Regions from separate parts of the Mus musculus genome. Here region 1 is linked to region 2. A link is a contact called in public HiChIP or PLAC-seq data. All regions are on one chromosome and are shown on one strand. Each heading gives the region's core, a stretch centred on a gene start, on an enhancer-like site or on the middle of the called end of the contact. The rest is flanking DNA. Distances are from core to core; before and after follow the strand shown. Region 1 overlaps Syn3 (synapsin III). Region 2 overlaps Syn3 (synapsin III).

What was found. HiChIP or PLAC-seq counts read pairs in DNA pulled down with a chosen protein or histone mark.
Region 1: a CTCF HiChIP or PLAC-seq map of the NIH/3T3 cell line shows a contact between it and region 2, with 6 read pairs. The contact joins two enhancer-like sites. A contact is called at or near these places in 1 of 15 datasets of contacts at CTCF or cohesin (the NIH/3T3 cell line), 1 of 484 Hi-C or Micro-C datasets (nephron progenitors), 2 of 115 datasets of contacts at active chromatin or transcription factors (cardiomyocytes and embryonic stem cells) and 1 of 9 other capture datasets (embryonic stem cells).

Annotation. Positions count from the first base shown.
Region 1 is chr10:86,444,075-86,447,327 of GRCm38.p6, forward strand. All of the region lies in intron 3 of Syn3 (synapsin III), which reads right to left. Among named protein-coding and RNA genes, the nearest start is that of Syn3, 53 kb to the right of the region's middle. Within about 2 kb of position 1,302, at least 17 of the 459 cell types and tissues checked have an H3K27ac peak or open chromatin away from gene starts, as enhancers often do. A contact at or near this core is called in the NIH/3T3 cell line, where this site is marked.
Region 2 is chr10:86,125,428-86,128,392 of GRCm38.p6, forward strand. All of the region lies in intron 7 of Syn3 (synapsin III), which reads right to left. Among named protein-coding and RNA genes, the nearest start is that of 4930486F22Rik, 31 kb to the left of the region's middle. Within about 2 kb of position 1,269, at least 20 of the 459 cell types and tissues checked have an H3K27ac peak or open chromatin away from gene starts, as enhancers often do. A contact at or near this core is called in the NIH/3T3 cell line, where this site is marked.

The sequences.
Region 1 (3,253 bases), core at 52-2,551, 320 kb after region 2:
GTTACCATGTCAGCCCTGGCCTCAAGCAACAGGTCATAATCAAGATATAGGTGCACTAACAATATTATGTAGAATCTCTATTCAGTGTACATGTCACATGGCAAACAGAAATTAACTTTGTATTTAGATTCAGCTTCCCTCCTATAATATGTCATCATGTATGTGGGAAAATAAATAAATCTGAGACACTTCTGGTCCAGAAGATCCTCAATCTGTACAGGCTCTGTTGGTCCAAACACTTCGACCTATTTCCCTTTCAATCATTCAAGAACAGAGACTGCAAAGGGAGTCTCCTGTGCTCAGATGTAAGACTCTCTAAGATTGCTGGAGTAGGTTCTGTCTGCCTTGATATCTCCATTAATACTGAGAAAAGACTGAATATGGCCACTCTCTTTCTCTCTTTCTCTCTCTTGCTCCCCTTATCCTTTCCTCCCTTCTTTTCATTTCCAGTTTGACCAGGCCCAGGGTTCCCTGCTACTCAGTCCTAGTAGAAAACGTTCTCAGTCTGTGGGTCTACTTAACATTAATGTATTCATCCACAGACCCTACCTCTTGATCTCATAGAGGAGTGACTTGTGTCTGTGGAAAAGTTATCTGGCTTCAAATACAAACAGGAGAGCTTGGCAGACCAAACCAAATACTGGCCAAATACTCTCTAATCCCACCAGGATGCCACAGTCTGACCCTGGAGAGGCGGCTGGGTAATCAGATGCAAAGTGAAGCAACTCTCTACTTGCCTCCCTGGGCATTCGGATTCCTGGCTCTGATACAGCCAGGCAAGTGGTTTTGGAATTGTGAGGAAGAGGGTGGAGAGATGGGGTGGAGGCTTCCTCTAGGCCAACCACAACTAACTCTTTGACTCTGTCCAACAAAGCCCAGACAGCACAATTATCTGGCTAATCTGGCCCTTCGTTGAGAGGCCAGCTTAGACTAAACAGTGGCTTTTATCCTAATACTTCTCTTTACAGTGCTAGAGGATGAGTGTGAATTTCCAAGGGGTTGGGGTTGCTTATGAGACCCACCCATTGATCCAGATGGGCCAAACACAAGCCATTCAAAGAGTTTGAGAAAGGATGTCTTCCAGAGACAAATGGCTAAATGACATCCTAATTGGTTTCCTGACTAATTTACTTTCTGGCTCTACATGACTAGAAGTAAGAATGTCCGAGTCAGCCAACATTTTCCATCATGATTCTAGCCCTCACAGACTCCTGAAGTGTTCCCAGTATCCCTGGGTGGTTATAGTAGCTCCATCGGGTGCCCATTCCTGCACACAGTTTTGGTACCTCCCACTTGGGCCAAAGGCAGTGTTAAGATACAAAGGGGATGTGAAAGCATGCCTTGAAGTTACCACAAAGGAGATGAGGTAGGTCCAGCTTGGTTGGCAACTAAACATTTGCCAGATGGTTTACAGAAAACCAAGATTTTTGAAGAAAGAATAAGAAGCAGTGATTTATCACTCTTGGAAAGTGACATGCAGCCAGAATGTGTGGAATCTGTCAGTTATTCATTCTGCAAATATTTCCTTCAGTTCTAGTTTGGGCTGGGACCCATGCTACTTAACAGAATGAAATCCAAACAGGCATGGCCCCTATCCCCAGGCAAATAATCCATCCCTAAATGTATAGCTAAAGTACTCTGATGCAGTGAGGTGCTTTGAGAGTAGTACCACCAAGTTTCCAGATTCAGACAGGACTCAAGGAGGGAGTCTCTGAGGAAGCTAAGTCATTAAAGGTCCCAATTCACTCTTTTTGAAATATCCCTCTAGGGGCTAGCAAGACGGTTCAGTGGGTAAAGGGGTTGCTGTGCAAGAATAAGGTCCTGAGTATGGATTTGTAAAACCCACATTAAGCATAGTTTCGTAAAAACCACTCTAAGCATCTGCTTCTCAGTGCTGTCAGGGGAGATGAGAGACAGACTCAGGGAGCCCCTGCGGCCCCCAAGACAGCTCTTCGCACACACAGCAGCAAAATCAGGGCTCCTTTCTCACGCAAGGGAGAAGAGGATCCCAGAAGTGGTGTACACACACACACACACACACACACACACACACACACACACACACAAAGACAGATCACTCTGGTTTTGGCAAGAAGAGTAAAGTGGAGATTAGTAAACAAATAGAGATATAAGACTATTGGCTGAACGTTTGGATGAGCTCAACCAAGGTAGATCCTTGACAATTTGGGGACAGCAGTGGAAAGACTAGGGAATCATAAGATATGGGGTCAAGAGGACATGGCAGAGGGTAGGTGTGGGAGCAGAGGGAGACTGTACAGATTTGCAACCATGGTGAAAGGTCTAGGTGGCACTCTCCACTGAGAGATGAGCAAGGGAAGAAAGTAAGTTCTATATTGGAGTCAAACAACGAGACTGTGTATAACCCTGTACTGACCAACTTGCTCTGCCCTTGGGCCACAACTCCACATGATGTCCATGCCACCAGCTCCACATGTTGAGAGCCCATCTACTCTTCAATCCAATTCAAAAAGCACTCCTCCCTCAAAGCCATTTCTGTTTATGGATGGGGCCACTGCTTCCTTATCCTTCCCCACATGAGCAATCCAGCACAGTAGACACTGGCAAATATTTGTAAAATGAACAAAAATAGCCTGCTTTTTTTTTTGCCATGGAAGGAAAATTAGTAGACATTGGATTGACTTAAAAGCCACCAAATCATACTGAAGTTTGAACTGTAGGTGTTTTAATATGAAGCCAACTCCATCAATTTGATGCTTAGAAGTTTTCTCCCTTCCTCTGACTCACAGAGATCAAAAAACCACAAAGAGCAAGGGGTGGGGTTGGGGAGATAGGCCATTCCTGTTCTTGCATTACAAATGCTGTTTCTTCCAAATGATTTTATTCTTATTCACTGAAGAATGGTAAGAAGAAGAAGAGGTGGAGGAGGAAGGGTGGTGGTGGAATGGAGTAGGAGGGGGATAGAAGAGGTGAGGGGGGAAAGGAGAGATAATGGCCATCTCAACCATTATCAGCATAAGAATCAGTAGGGGAAGGAGGGACAGGGTGAGAGAAAGCAGGAAAAAGGAGGACAGAGAAGGTAAAAGGGAAAGAAAAAAAAGAAGAAAGCAAGAGAAGATAGAGAAGGAAGAGAAGGACATACCCTGTCCGTAACTCATGCAATCCTACCTGCAAGCCCACCAGCACAAGCTGATGCCACTATTATCAAGAGAGGACAGATGAAGAGCTGGAGAGGGCTCCATCATTGCTCGGCCATGAAAGCTCATTGCTCTCT
Region 2 (2,965 bases), core at 19-2,518:
CCTTTTCCTTATTTTCCGGACAGGGTTTCTCACTGAATCTGGAGCTCACTGTTTTGGCTAGACCAGTCTGGCCGGAGAGCCCCTGGGATCCATTTGTCTCTGTTCCCAGTACATCACAGTTACAGACAGGAGCCACCACACCTAGCTTTTACATGGATGCTGGGGAATCTGAACTCAGGTCTTCATGCTTACCCAGAAAGCACTTTGCCCATCATGCAATCTCTCCAGTGCCCTGCCTCTGATCTGCTAATCTGTGACCTTGGTAGGATGTCCCTGAGGGACCTGTGAGAATCAGGGCTTAGATCTAATGCCCAGGGAGACTTGGGGGGTTCAGATGATGCATTTTGGGACATAGATGCCACATATGTAGAAATTGTTAATGTGTTCTCTCTCCTCCTTAGCTCACTACCAAAATCTGCTCTGGGCCATCTCAGTGAGATTGAAGTCCTGGGAAGTTTAGACATTTTTCTCAAGTTTCCAGTGATGGCAAATGGCAGAGGCAATGGGCTCACAAGTAAGAGATACTGGAGCTGGAAATCATGTCTCTCCACAGCTTTCTTCCCCACTCCATAGCCACATGCCACTTTGATGTTCTTGGCCTTACTGGTCCTCAAGTGATGGATAAGTAAAACCAAGGCCTATGCATGTATAGGGATGCCACATTTATGTTTAAATGACAGGTCCACAGGAGCAGTGCAGACTCCAGGGATGGAGAGGCTGCCAGGACAAGCTAAGGACAAGGTTTGAACCTAGGACAAGGCTCTTTCCAGTGAACCAAGGATGTGCCAGTGGAAGATAACCCAATGCAAGGGAAGATTGTAGCCTTAAATCCTTGCTAGTGAGCTCTCAGTCTGGAGGACTCTGTCTTTCATATGATACAGAACAAGTTAACAGAGCCATAGAATGCCTGTTCCCTCCAGCACTGAGCATTCAGAAGGGTCATGTTTTAAAATCCAAAGGCAGGAGCCTATAAGTTGTATGTGCGTTCAAGTGTGAAATACATATGGACAGAAATATACAATGGATTACCCTTATTCATAGAAGCCAGGCCTTGGTCCTGCAAGCCACGTCACTCACACCCTACAGGCTTCCGCTGACCACAAGGCACAGATGATTCTCCTTTCTGGCAGACTCCCAGTGTCAGGAGAATCTTATGATTTCTTAACTGTTCCCTTGGGTCCTATTCCTCCACTCACTTATCTCCTTCTCCTTCTCCAGCAGGGAGGTCTAGGGCCACCGCCGCCGCCGCCCACTTGAAGAGCAGACAGCTGGGAAAGCTGGCTACATGAGTCAGCCTAAGGGAAGGGATCTGGGTTCCGGGTTGCTTGGAACTGATGACAGCAGTGAACGAGGACAAGTTGGAGTACGTGAGATGCTGGGGCTGCTGGAGGCGCTGCACCTGGGGCCGACACCTGGTCCTCTGGAACAGACAGACTCTCTCTAGAGTGCTTCAGCTCTGCCATTCACTGCCTGATACTTCTTTTAGAGGGACAACACCCTTTATGTAGCTATGCAGCAGGAAGAGTTAGGACTTCGGGTTCTCCTGCTTATTTTAACTCAGTAAGCGGTTAATCAAAATAATGGTTTATATTTGCAGATGGACTTTGAAGCTCTCTTACAGTAATCATATACCAGCGTTAACTGTCACCTTCCTAAGCAGGACTGATGTATTGATTGTGGTGTCACTATAACCCCAGGTGGGACTTTATTACTTCTGTGTTAGAGATGTAGAGATTTAAGTGCATATAACCAGTGTATGGGGAGTGCAGACTCATGTCAGAGACCTGGTGAAATATTCTACATGCTTTCCCCACATTGCACCTGGGACGTAGACTTGACTCTTCCATTGTTTCTTGTTTGAAAGTAGGTCGCGCTATATTCTCTAGGCTAGCCTCTAATTCCTGGGGTCTCAGGGCATCCCTCTGCCTCAGCCTCCCCAGGAGATGCCTTGAACTTGACCTTTAATGCTGCGATGGTGTAATAGCTTTTTTCATTGCTGTGGCAAAAATGACTGACATAATCTGTGTCAGCACCGAAGGGCTTATTTTGATTCACAGCATGGGAGGTCATGGTGGGGGGAGCTTGACACAGCTGGTTATGGTGCATCCACAGTTAGGAAGCAGAGAGAGATGGGTTCTAGTGCTCAGTTTGCTTCCTCCTGTTTATCTAGTCTGAAACCCCAGCCTAAGGCACGGTGCTGCTCACATTCAGGGGGAGTCTCTTCTCTTGGGGTTAACTTTTCTGGAAACCACCCTCATAGATACATCCAGACCTGGATTTTCCATGGTGATTCTAAATTCCTTCAAATGGAGATATATTACACTATTCCTTTCAATTAATTCAAGCTATAGAAACTCATCAATGAAGAGTAATACAGGGATCTACCAGAGGTGCCATTTTCTGTTCGTTTTGAGAAAATGTCCCACTACATAGCCCAACTAGGTATGTAGTAGGCTAAACTATGCAGCTCAGCTTAGTCTCTAACTTATAGCAATCGTTCTGCCTTAACATCCCTGGTATGGGGATTACAGGTTGGAGCCCTCATATTTGGAACTATGAGGCCTTTGTGTGAAGTTACCTGTGAGAAATAGCAAACTCTTTGCACCTACATATTTGTCTGAATTTTAGGGGCTTGGACATCTGCTAAGACACTGCCTGTATAATGGTAAGAACACCCCACTTGAGAAGTTGGACAGTCTCTAGTGTTCTTATTGCTACAAAGTTGCTCCTTCAACAAGCCTGACCCTGACTTTTTCTCCTGCCTTGCTCACCAGATGAATGTAGAAACCACAGGTCTAAGCTTCCTTATTCATGCTTCATGTTTTGAAAATGCTGCTTACAGCATCTCTGGTCCTCCAGGACTAGATAGCACATTCCTTTGTTAGTTATTCTTCACTCCCCAGTATGTCAGTGTCTTCCTTTAACTCCCAGAATTAGAGCACAATCAAGAATTGAACACACACTT